2 separate regions of the Sus scrofa genome follow, and region 2 is linked to region 1. Evidence: chromatin contacts called from public HiChIP or PLAC-seq data. All regions are on one chromosome and are shown on one strand. The core of a region is the stretch at or near the end of the contact, and the rest is flanking DNA. Distances in the headings are between cores, read along the strand shown.

What was found. HiChIP or PLAC-seq counts read pairs in DNA pulled down with a chosen protein or histone mark.
Region 2: a contact with region 1 is called in an H3K27ac HiChIP or PLAC-seq map of alveolar macrophages. The contact joins the promoter of MAP3K3 here to the promoter of LIMD2 in region 1. A contact is called at or near these places in 7 of 47 Hi-C or Micro-C datasets (alveolar macrophages, blood, embryonic fibroblasts and 2 more) and 2 of 2 datasets of contacts at active chromatin or transcription factors (alveolar macrophages and skeletal muscle).

The regions. Positions count from the first base shown.
Region 1 is chr12:15,222,230-15,228,616 of Sscrofa11.1, reverse strand. It overlaps LIMD2 (LIM domain containing 2), which reads right to left and starts at 3,267. Exons shown (of 5, transcript NM_001244711.1): 1 at 3,175-3,267; 2 at 2,344-2,438; 3 at 2,114-2,158; 4 at 1,895-2,034; 5 at 920-1,819. The coding sequence starts at 2,385. The coding sequence ends at 1,660. STRADA (STE20-related kinase adapter protein alpha) reads right to left here. Exons shown (of 11, transcript XM_021066785.1): 11 at 5,908-6,387.
Region 2 is chr12:15,296,266-15,302,652 of Sscrofa11.1, reverse strand. It overlaps MAP3K3 (mitogen-activated protein kinase kinase kinase 3), which reads left to right and starts at 3,869. Exons shown (of 17, transcript XM_003131293.6): 1 at 3,869-4,246. The coding sequence starts at 4,243.

The DNA of each region.
Region 1 (6,387 bases), core at 2,018-4,517:
TCCAGGAGTCACCTCACTGGTCTCTGTCCCTGGTCTAGCACTGTTATCGATTAGCTCAGAGCAGAGACCATCCTTGTCTCCAGCTGAGGCCTCTGGTGCAGAGTTGGGCCTGCCCTGATGGGGCTCTCCAGCAACTCTCCTCACACTCTGGGGTGACATTTCTGCTGTTAGCTCTGCCACTTCCAGGGGCAGTGTCTACCACCACACAGTACTGTGACTCACCTGCCACCCGAGTTTGAGGTCCTGATCATTTAGCAACTTAAGGACGCATATGGGGTGGAGGCAGCAGATCCCCCCCAGGAGTCTGCCCTCTTGTTCAACTCACATAGTCCACAGGTGGTTGGGAGGGAATCAGGACAGTTGGGTCTGGGGGTCCCAGTTCCTCCAAGCTTGGCTTGTTTGCTCTGCTGGAAACTTATCCCTCAGAGGAGCAGATGAGCTGTCTCTCTTTAGTCTACTTGGGATGGTGACCACGGCTGCCCCATTCCCTGGAGCTTGAAAAAGCAGGAGGAAGAGGACAGACTGGGAGACCTCTGACAGAACTTACTGGATCTGCTTGTTCCCACCACACCTTCCTGATTCCCAGGGCACAGGGGGTCCAGAGCAGGGTTCGGCAAAAAGATTCTGTCTCACACCCCCACATCCTCAAGCGCAGTAAGGCTTGGCCCCATCACCCACTGCCAGCCTGACCTTCCCAAGGGTGAGGAGCAGTTTCAGTCAGCAAACACTGGGTCTGAAAGCATGGAGACCTGCCTGGGAAGCGTACCCCCTTTCTCAGGCTGCCTGATAGGCCTCTGACACCCATCACCGCCACACCCCACCACCAAAGCCACCGTGCTCTGGGCTGACCCTGTCACCTCAAGTCTGTGTCCTTCCTGTCACAAAGCCCCCCATCCGGCCACATAATACAGAGTCAGGATCTGTTGAAACATGTTTTAAAACAGGTTTGATCACAACAGTCAGAACCAACAGAAATAGGAGAAGAGGGAGCATGGCCCTGCCAGCTCCCCGCCAGTCTTTGTGGCTCTCAGCCTGGCGGATGCTTTAGCTTCTGCTTCTTCAGCGGTGCAAGATGGTCCCAGGCCCACATGGGCATGCCCTGCCTCACCTTTTTTTGGGGGGGGGGGCAGGGCTGCTCCCCTTCCCGCCCCTCCCCGGGGGGGGGGTCCTGGTGGGCACCTGGAGAGGCCCAGCAGGGCGCACCCTGGCTCACCTTCCTCCATTCTCCATGGCTCAGGACCAGGCTAAGGGCAGAGGTAGATGGGGAGACGTGGGGGCTGCCCAGGGCCCCAGGTGGCAGTGAGGAGCTCAGGACCCTGAGGAGGGCATGCTGACTCCTTGCTGGAGAAAAGGCACCTAGATAGGGAAGCTGAATCTGGGGGCCTCCCAAGGGGGCCACGGGGTGAAGTGGGGTAGGCTGAAAGAAGCAGGAAGCAGGGTGCTGAGCAAAGCCCAATCCTGGTTCCCAAACCCCGGCCTACTGAGGGAGAAGAAGAAATCCTGGAGCAAAGCCCTGTCCCCATAACCCTGCCTGAGCAAGATGGCCTCATCCCCTTCCCACCCTGCCCCAACCAAGCCCAAGGTCCAATCTCCCACCCTTCCAACTGCCCGCTCCAGGCCCTCTATGGAGGGAGGAGGGAGGGGACTGCCAGAGGGGCCTCAGGCTGTCTTGGTGCCGGAGTCCACCTCCTTGTGGGCCCAGAGCTCCTTGTGCTGCTTCCGGCCAAAGCCTTCATCGTAGTTGCCTTTGCTCTTAAACAGCTGCTGAAAGTGGGGTTTGCAGTAAAATTCCCCATGCAGCGCTGCATAGCTGCCCAGGCTGCAGAAGCAGAACAGCTGTGGTCAGGACAGGGCAGGACCGGAAGGCCAGGGCGGGGGTAGGGAAAGGGCGCACCTGAGCTTGGTGTGACAGTGCTTGCAGCAGAAGCAAGAGTTGTGGAAAATGAGCTTGTCAGCCACCAGCCGCTCCATGGGGTACACAGTCTTCTGGCAGGCAGTGCAGGTCTCCTTCACCTGGGCCCGGAGGCTGAAGGACTGTTCCAGGAGAGACTCCATCAGGGACCTGACCACCCCCATCCCTTCCTCCCCGCACACGCCAGACGCAGGGCCCTACCTTGGAGCGCTGCACGGTACTGCTTCCTCCGCCGCCTTTGGTTTCCTGAGGGAGAGGGCAGTGGGGCAGGGTCAGCTGAGGAAGGGCCCCCCTCCCACGACCATCACCAGACCAGATCCCAGGGACACTTAATCAAGGAGGGGAAGGGAGACAGGCTGCTCCTCACCCGTTCACCCCCAGGCCAGACACCTGCGGGGATGGAGTGCCCTCCCACCCGGCTGATCACCTACATGAGAAGGGGTGGCCTGGGCGGCTCCTGCAGCCTGGAACATGGCTCGTTGGAGGCGATGGAGGCGCCGGGTGGAGACGCGGCACCCGCAGGGTTCTGCAAGGGGAAGTCGGTTGGGAGGGCCCCACAAGCCCTTCCCCAGCTCGCAGGGTGGGGGTGGGGGTGTTTACAGCAGGGGGCTGGGGGGCTGTGGTTGGGACTTTCCCTAAGTCATTTCCTGTTGCTCTGGGTCTTGCCACTTCCGCCCCTCACCCACCCGCCGCCCCCCTTGGCCAGCCCGCCCCCACGCAGCTCCCCAGGGAACAGGGGTCCCTGAGTGGAACCATGTGTCGGGGGAAGAACAGAGTCAGCGGCAGCGGCTGGGGGAAGGGCTCCGCGCAGCCGCCCGAGCGCCCCGCGAGCTCTGACCTCGCCTGGCGCGAGAGGAGGTCAGCAGAGAGCGGGCCGGGCCAGGGCTGACCCCAGCTCGACGCCACCCAGCTCGGGGCCGAGCACTGCCCGCTCCACCAGCCCAGCCCCTGGACAGCGCTCGCGGGCTGGGCCACCCGCCCGGCGCGGCCAAGCCGCCGCCCGCGCGCCGCGCTCCTCGGCCCCGGCCCCCACTCTCAGGACCCTTGCGGACCCAGCCGAGGGCACCCCTGCCCCGCCCCGGCCCAGAGGCCCGACCCGAAGGACGCACGCTGGCCTCGCAGCCCCGGGCGAGAGCGACGGGCTGAAGCGCTCGGCGTTGGGACCCCGTGGGCGGCGGCCCCAGCGTCCGCAGCCCCCACCTGGGCCGCCGGGATTGCAAGCCGGATGCCGGCCCCTCCCCCGGCCCGCCCGCGAGTCTCACCGGGCCCCGGCCTGTGCCGAGGGGCGGGGGTCGGTCTCCGGGGGACGCCGCGGGTGCGAGGAGCGCGCGGGAACGAGCCGCCGCCGTTGCCAGTGGTCCCTGAGCGGCCGCGGCCGCCAGCGCCTTATCACGGCGCCGCCCCCGCCGGCCCCCGCCCCGCGCCCGCCCATTGGCTCCGCCGCGCCCAGAGCCGCCTCCAGGGCCCCGCGCCGCCGCCGACCCCTTTCTGCGCTTTGTCTTCCCCTCACTCGGCGTCCCTCGCCTTTGTCTACCCCCGCGTCGACCCCGCGCTCTTTGGCGCTCCGCACCGCCCAAAGGCTTCGCGCTCGCTAGCCTCGCGAAACCGGCCGCCCCGTCGGCCCGCTCCGGACGGAGGCAGGGACCCGAGCCCGAGGGTCCGCATCGCAGGCCTCGGGGCGGGGGCAAGCCCAGGTGGAGACGCTGGGGTCGCGGGATGAACGGCGCTCCCGGCGAGGCCCCCGCGGCGGAAAACAATAACCAGGCGCGCCTGGGCCTCTGGCAGCTTCCATTTTCCCGCTCCAGGGGCCCTGCTGCACGGAGGACCCGCGGGGGCGGCCCGGAGGCCCGCCCAGCGACCCCGCGCCTCTCCCACGCCCCCTCGCGCGCGCGCGGAGGCCTCCCGACGCCAGGGGCGCCTGCGCGGCCGCCAAGAAGGCAGAGCGGCCGGGCACGCGGTACAGCCACGCGAGGCGGCGAGGCCTGGCCCGCGCCGCAGGGAGGGTCCCGGGGCCGCGATGTTCAGTCTCCTTCGGCCAGCAGCCCTCCAGCCTTCTCCCGCCGCCCCGGAGACCGGGGCCCGGGAGGCTGCGCCTTTGGCGCCCAGAGGGGCGGCCGCCGCGCTTCCGTTCCTGGGCTTTGTGGGCTTAGTCATCCCCCGCCCCTGAGAGAAGTGAGGTTACCTCTTTCAGAGAAAGATTCCCAGCCTTCATAAAAAGCGAACCTGGGCTCATGCAAACACCACTTGACACAGGGGGGTGAGACCTGAGGATGTGAAGTGACTTGTTCCAAGTACCAAAGCTGGAGCAGCAGGGCTGGCATGAGAGGCCAGGGCTTCTGACCCCGACCCGGCTCCTGACGCGCTGCCCTCTGGCCTAGCCCGCTGCCTGGGCTCCGGCACGCGCTGCAGCAGGTCTGAGGCACGTAGGAGGAACCTGTGGAGCAGAGCCTCGGCCCTGCGGGGAACACAGCCTCTGCGAGGACCCCAGGGACCTGCCCGCTGGGCACCAGGGACTGCTGGGCTGTGCCTGATGCCAGGCTGGAAGCTGTTGCGCGAAGCACAGCCCTAAACATAGCTTGTTTCCACAGTGTGGCAGGAATAGAACTGGCGGCTCCAGAGCGCAGCCCACACGCTTGTCAGGGAACAGAACAGCGCGGCGCCCCCGGCGCCTGGCGGGGGAGTGCGGGAGGCGACAGGCGCCCCCAGCCCCCAGCCGCTCCCTCGGCTCCCTCAGCGCCCGCGCCCCGCCTGGCTTTCCTCCTCAGCCTCCGGGCCCTCTCCGCAGGAAGCTTTCCGCTGGGGCTGAGCTGCAGGCCCCCGGCGGGTGTGGGGGAGAGACTCCTAAAACCCGCCCCGGGCAGCATCTTTCCCGGCCAGGCGCCCACACCTGTCGTCAGGTTCTCCCAGGGGCTGTGCTGAGGCAGGAAAGGTGACGAAGGCCCCGGAGGCACAAGCTGCGCTGCGCGGGGCTGGCACCTGGGCACTCCCCGGCCGCCCGGCCCCAGGCCCCGGCCCGCCCAGGACGTTCCCGGGCTGAAGGGCGGGGTGGAGCCCACGGAAGCAGCACTCTGGGCGCTGAGGATGAGCTAACAGCAAGGTGAAGCAAGCGGTTCAGAGGAAAGAAAACAAGCTGATAATGGTGTTAACAAAAGGGAACTTGAGGTTTAAAGAAAAAAAAAAAAACCACACATGAGCTGAGTGGGACGGTTGGAAATAAACGTGACCTGGCCTTGTCCTCCCTCCGCCATGTCAGGTTCCCCACTCCCTCACCGCTGGGGCCATTCCCTTCTCGTCCATCCCTGCGACTGCCCAAGGGAAGAGGTTTTCCATTTTTGAAACTGGTGTTAGAATTTCTGAGGAAAGTGAGGGCATCAGATGGGTCAAAGCAGCTACAAGGGAGAGGGAGGGGCACTTCCTTGATCTGACATCTGAAGTGCCTGAGCTAGAGAGGAGCACACACCCTGCACGGACTGGCCGGGGGTGCTGGGGCGGCTGCTGGGAAGCACCACAGAGGAGAGAGAGGTGAGAATCATCCCCTGGCCGCCAGCCAGCATGATGGAGAGGGGCCGGCTGGTTCTTAGGTTACCTGCTCTTTGAATATTACTTCCAACGGTAAGGAGACACCATGCATCTCGTTACAAAACAAAGTCCTCCACCTCCTTTCCTGCCAAAGCTGAGCCTCTTCTGCCTGGACTCCAGTGGCCCTGCAACAGGTCCTGCGGAGGGGCTGGTCTCCAGCACTTCGACATTTCCAGCCGCAAGGTGGTTTGCTGGCCACAGGCTAAAATTAATGGCTTCAACATTAGAGAGTTAAGAGACAAATCTATTACGGGTTTTAACAGAAATGTGTGTGTTGCAAGGCTGTCTAGCTAATGAAAGAGGTCACTGCCGTGTTCCCACAGCACTGGTGGGATCACGCTCTTCTTCGGATGGCAGAACCCAGGGCGGGATGACTCATGTCCAAGCCTGCGTGGCCAACACACATCACTCTCCAGTGGACTCTCTGGAAATTTTAATTTGTTCTGGCAAGTAAACTAACACAGCAGAAGCACTGGCCCTCAGGCGAGGCAAGACATTATGGCCCCTGGAGGAAGCACTGAGGCAGCTGGCAGGAGGCAGCAAGATGGACTCTTGGTGGGAAAGGAATGAGCTCCACAGATGAACCAACGGAAGGTTTTAGGTATCAGGGCCCAAGCGAAAAGGGGGATGATGACGGCCTACCTCAGCTTTCACCTAGTGCTTCAAAAGAAAAAAAAAAATAATAAAATAAAATACCCTTCCCTTCAGTTATTAGGAAGAGGTCTGAGGGGAGGGGGTCTTATTGCTTGCCCCTCCATGGACCTATAGGATCCGAGAGCAGAGGCAAAAAATGGAACTAGGCTGGTAGGAGAGCTAGAGTGGGAAGAAGTCTTACAGCTCTGGGTGGGTGTCTTAAGTCCTGGGCTTGGACTTCAGCCCCCAGGCCGGAGCAGCAT
Region 2 (6,387 bases), core at 2,620-5,119, 73 kb before region 1:
CAGTTCCCTACTATGTGTGAGGCACTATTCTACATGCTGGTGATAGATCAGTGAACAGGAATGAAATCCCTGCTCCTACATGGCTTATGTTCATTATAGTTGGAGGAAGGAAAAATAAGTATATCATTTCAGGCACTATGAAGAAAAATAAGGTATAATATGGAAATACAGAATGATGGAGGGGAGAGAGGCCGTTTTGTGTGGGGGTAGTCGAGCACTCTGAAGAGTTGATATTTGAGCAGAGTCTTGAATGAAGTGCAGAATTAGCCCTAGGAACCTCTTAGGAAAGAGCATTCTAGGGAGAACAAATGGCAAGTGCAAAGGTCCTGAGGTGAGAGGTCCTGAGCTTGGTAGGTTCGGGTATGGTAAGAAGGCATTGTAGGAGTTCCTGATGTGGTGTAGCAGAAACGAATTTGACTAAGAACCATGAGGTTTCAGGTTCGATCTCTGGCCTCACTCAGTCGGTTAAGGATCCAGCATTGCCAGGAGCTGTGGTGTAGGTCACAGACGTGGCTCGGATCTGGCATTGCTGTGGCTCTGGTGTAGGCCGGCAGCAACAGCTCCGGTTAGACCCCTAGCCTGGGAACCTCCATACGCCATGAGTGCGGCCCTAAAAAGACAAAAAAAAAAAAAGGCAGCGTGGCTGGAGGATAGTGATTAAGGGAGTGGGAGAGAAGAGGTAGGAGAGGGTGGCTGGGGCCAGCTCCTGTTGTACCTGGAAAGCCATGGCAGAGTTTGGGTTCTATTCTAAGTGGGATGGGAAGCCATTGGAGAATTTCGAGCAGGGGAATGACATGGTCTGAGTTTACATTTTACAAGGATCACTCTGGCAACTGTGCAGAGAAGCCTTTGTTGGGTGGCCACAGAGGAAACAGACCAGTTGGGCAGCAAGGGTAGTCATCCAGTAGAGAGGGTGGTGGCTTGCACTAGAGTGGACATGCTGAGGAGTAGTTGGATCCAGGTGTATTTTGTAAGGAGTGCTGAAGACTTGCTGAATGATTGGATATAGGGATGTTCGGGGAAGAGTGAAACCAAGGAAGACTCCTCCTAGGTTTGTATTTTAACAACGGGGAAAACAGGAGCAAGGTTTTGGGGCAAGTGGGGAGAATCAAGAGTCAGTATAAAACATATTAAATTGGAGACGTATTTTAGACATTCTAAGAGAAGCTACTGAATAGACTTTTGAATACAGGCAATGGAGTGGTTACTAGATTTCCAGTGGCATAAATATCATTCCATAGCCCAATGAAATTAAGAGTCAGATCTGAGCCTCAGACTGGCAGATTGTGACCTCAAGCACTGGCCTCTTACACACATTCTCAACAGGGGTGATATCCCCAACAGGATGAAAAATGATTCTTTTTTTCTCTTTTTACAGCCACACCTGGAATACGTGTATTGAAAATTCCTGGGCTAGGGATCGAATCAGAGCTGTAGCTGGGGCCAATGCCACAGACACAGCAATACTGGATCCAAGCTGCATCTTAGACCTATGCCACAGCTTGCGGCAACCCGGATTCTTAACAAGCAAGGCCAGGGATCAAACCCACATCTTCACAGAGACGTCGGGTCCTCAACCACTGAGCCACAACAGGATTTCCAAAAAAGGATTGAAAAATATCTTAGATATTATATAGGATGTCACCTTCAAAGCTCAACCCTACCTGACAAAAACCTCATTCCTTAGTATTTAATTTCTCTCATTAGGGAGAATTTAATTAAGTAGTTAAAATTTTTTTTCTTGTGGGGGTAGTGATAAAAAAACAGTTGAGAAACTTTGGTCAGTGCAAGATCACAGCCTTTTAGGATCCAGCATTGCCGTGAGCTGTGGGTAGGTCACAGATGCAGCTTGGATCCACTATTGTCTTGGCTTTGGCATAGGGCAGACATACAGCTCTGATTCAGCCCCTAGTCTGGGAACTTCCATATGTTGCAGGTATGGCTGTAAAAAGAACATGACATTTGGGTGTCAGACCTGATAGGTATCCTGGCTCTACCTCTTGGACATGGTCCTTAACCTCTCTGAACTTTTGTGTGTGTATGTTTTTAGGGCCGCACCCACAGCATATGGAAGTTCCCAGACTAGGGGTCAAATTGGAGCTGCAGCTGCCAGCCACAGCCACAGCAATGCCAGATCCGAGCTGCACCTGTGACATATACCACAGCTCACTGGCAACACCGGATCCTTAACTCAGTGGACGGAGCCAGGTATCGAAATGTCCCTTCTCATGGATATTAGTCCCACTAAGCCACAATGGGAACTTCTGAATGTAACTTTCGTCTTTCAAATACAATTACTATTTACTTCAGAGTTATTGAAAAGATGAGATGATGTGGCTGGCGTATGGAAAATGATTCATAAATATTAATTCTCTCCCCTTTACCTTCCCTTCCTAGAAAAGAGATTATTATAGTTAAGGAACTGCAATAAACTGGGTAGGGATCTAATTAAGTGAGAAAATGACAGACTTAAAAGCTTCCTGAAAGAAAAAAAACCCAAAAAACTCAGCAGACAAGAGGCCTGATTAAATATGGGGGTGGGGTGGGGTGGGGAGGTGGTCCTAAAGAAAGAGGGAAGTCTAAGGTAATCCTCAAGAGATTTGACACCCAAGGCCGTCTCCACTAAAGATTCTTAGTTTACAGTTGAAAATGGCACCAGAGGAAGATGATTCTGGCGCCCTTGATTAAAGTGATTACATTACACTTTAAGCAGGAACCAAAGGAAGGGAGCCTGTATTAATTGTGGTGGACTTATAGACTCTGAAGATCTGGGTGTATAACATGTTGAACAATGCGGGTTGGGAAAATTAGTTATGGGCACTCTTTTGAAATACGCAGTCAGTACAATTGTTTTAAAACAATATTCAGAGGCACGGGAAAATATGTTAAGCACACTACAAAACAGTATGAAGCCATTTTTGTCAAACGTTGCATATTTAGATAGGAAAGAGATAAAATATCCTGAGGTGGAATTTTTATTTCATTTAAAATATTTTTTGATACAAAGAGCTTGTGTTGCTTTTATGACCAGAAATTTTTTTTTTTCTTCCCGAAAGAACCCCTTTGACCTCGCCACTTAGTAGTTTCAGCCGTTGGCCAGCAGATTCCTAAGGTTCGCTTTCCGGCACTACCCTAGCTCCTTGGAGTGTATGTATAGCCCTCGAGGTGTGAGAAACAGAAAAAGGCGGGCAGTGGTAAGCCACTCCTGCGCAGCGTCTGGAGGACTGGCCAGTGCCCGGCGGCAGATATGGCCACACGCAGGGAAGCACTCAGAGCTTATTGCGCGCCTAGTGTGGGCACAGGGAGAAGGACGTCAACTTCAGGGACCGCCGAGAGCCGGACGGCGGGAGGCCAAGGGGGCCCTCTAGCCTCGTTCCCAAACTCCAGCACCAAAGCAGCAGGCGGGGAACAGCGCCAGCCCGCGCGCCAGTGGAGCCTTCGCTGACTGACGGGAGGTGGGCGTGTGGGCGGAGCCTCAAGCATTAGCTGTGATTGGAACAACCAACACCTCCCGGGAGAGAGGGGGCCAGCCTGCTAGGGATGCGCAGAGGAGGGTGCTCGGAACCCTCTACGCGATTGGCTAGCAGCGGAGTGAACGAGACAATGTTTCTATGATTGGCAGATGGTAGCCCGCCCTCGGAAACCTCCTTGGCTTCGACTATTGGTATCCTGCGAGAGTAGGCGGGATTGGTTCTTTGAGTGGTGCTGATGATTAGCTGGCGGCTGAAAGTGGGGTGTTGGAGAGAGCTGGGGGAGATGGGGCGGCGGGGGCAGCACTTCCTCCTTGTTATTGGCTGGTGAAGTGAGTGGAGGGGTGGTACCAAGGCCCAGCGAATGCCTGGGATTGGCGGGCGCTGCGATGAGTGACAGACAAGGGGGCGAGCTGCGCGACCAGCGGTTTGTTTTTCGGAGCGTTCCTGAGGTGGAGAACGGTGGCCGGACGGAGAGACTGCGGGACTGAGGGACTAGCTGGCGGGCGGGCCGAGCGGCGCCGCCGAGGCCGGGCTGGGCCGAGCCGAGGAGAGCCGGGGATGTAGCGGGCCACCCTGCCCATGCCACAGCGCCCGGTCGCGGGCGGAGCCGGAGCCGGAGCCTGGGGAGGCGGCGGGGGCCCCGAGTGCAGCCCGCGCCCCCCGCGCGGAGCCAGGCCCGCTGCCGTCCCCGCCGCCCGGGCCCCCGGCATGCAGCCCCGGCTGCGGAGGTGACACTCGGGCCCTAGCCGCCGCCGCCGCCATCGCCACCATGGGTGAGTGTCGCCACCGCCCCGGCCTGTGCCCGCGCTGCTTCGCGTCGCCCCGCCCCGGGCTGAGGGGAGGAGGACCCTGGGCCGCCGCCTGACAGGCATGGACAGCCCGCCCGACCCGGGCTGTGGACCGCCGGCGCCCGCCCGCCCGCCCGCCGCGCTCGCGGCTCAGCGGTTCCTCGGCCGGGGCGGGGATTCTGGCTTCCCCGGCCCGCGCGGGCGGTCCTGCCCGGCAGAGCCCACTCCGTAGCCTCCTTCCGGGCCGCGCGGCTGGCGCACCCCGGGGAAGCGGCGGCGGGTCGAGGGCCCATGTTCGGCGGGGCAGCTCGCTCGGCCCAAACGAGCCGGACCGCGAGCCCGAGGGCGGGGGAGCGCGAGCGCAGTGTGGGGCCCGGGCTGGAGGCTGGTGCAGGCCCAGCTGCTGTTGTGTCTTTTCCTTGATTTGCTTTTTTTTCCTGCCTGTGTCATTTCCTTCCCTTTGCTCACACAGGCCGGCCTGTGAGAGTTCCCGGGGCTTGCTCTCGAGCCCTGTGCGCTCCCCAGAGCGCGGGGGTGGGGGTGCGCCGAGGGGGGGCATGCAGGGAGATAGGCTAGGAGGTTATTAAAACCGCAATCACAGTTATCAACCTTATCAACCGCGCGGTTGAGAAAAGCGAGCTGCACGCAGGTTGCTGGAGGTTAGAAATTGGCCGCGGACTGCCAGTTATAATACACATTTTACTTTTGAAAAATCTTGTTGCAGTGTTTTACGTCCATTATTTTAATCTAACGGTATTCCTGAAATTATGTAACTTTAGAGAGAAACGTTCACTACACAATCTCTGTGAAAGCATTTCCTTTTTAATCGGTATTTGCAATTTCTGTTGTGAAGATGTAATCTAAGAAAAGCTTTTAATGTCTTCCACACGCAGCATTTGAACTGAATTATATTTCACGTCCTTTTTGGTAATTTAGCAAATGACTATTGGACTAGATTAAGTAGCAGATAACATTTTAGATGTGCTTTGCTTCTCTTGTTGAATCTTTTGATATCGTTGTCTTCAGCGGCAAGTTTTGCAATTTGATATCGTCCTAAACAATCAAGTGGTAGACTTGAGTAAAACGATTATTTGCAAAGCCATTGATTGCATCTGTGAAGAGCAGAACATTAATGTTTTCTTTGCCCTGTAGCAAGGTCAAGTCATTTTTGTAGGAGGTTAAGTGTTTTCTGTGTCATATTTGGCAGATATTCTTTTGCTGCCCATCTTTGCACTCTGGCTTTGAATGAATTGCCTTGTTCTACTCCATGCTGCCCCTCATACAGCAAGGGATGGGTATGTTCATTTCTTGGACTTACTGTTTCCTTCCCATGATTTACTTCAGAAGTGCTTGCTTCTGTGACAGTAAGCAGAAAAGGAATCCAGTGAGGCTGAGGCCTGGTATTTAAATACATAATTCAACAAACGCTTATTGAACATTTACTACAAATAGGGCACATAGTTCTTGTCCTCCCCAGGACACCAGACTTCGAACATTTATTTGTCTTGTGTTCTGGAATTTGTTGATTGAACTAAAACTTTGAAATGATTTGTGAACCTACATTTGTGATAATCTTTCTAGTGTATCTTTCTGTTTGTCCTGCGGTGGCAGTCTTAAGTCCCAAAGGGGAATGTGAAATACTTGAGGGTGTGCACACATCCCACTCCCCACTTTCTTGACTACTAAATCAGAGTGTCCAGATTTCATGTCTAACAAATAAATGTCAGCCTGTTTTCACATTTCAAGATATTTTCAGAAAGTTTAAGTGTGAGTATATGTAGACACAGTGATTGCGAGGAAAAGAACTGTATAGGTAGGGTCCAGAGCCCCAAAGGAAAACGGACCACAAACTCCATGGTCTTCTCTTTTGTCCCCATGTTTCCATGTCAGTTTTACATGGAAAAAATGAGATAGTGAGGGGAGAATTAGCTTGCCTGGTGATTGCAGTATTATTAGGCAAGTTGGTTTGAGAACCACTGCCTGGCTTTCTTTAGCGCTTAAACCTTCATACCACTCTTGCTTTTTTCTTTTTTGTAGATGACCTTGACGTGCAATTAGGGCTAATACTGAATTCTCTTAGAACATGGTCCATCAGATTATATGTTTACACATGCAGTCTCTTAAAT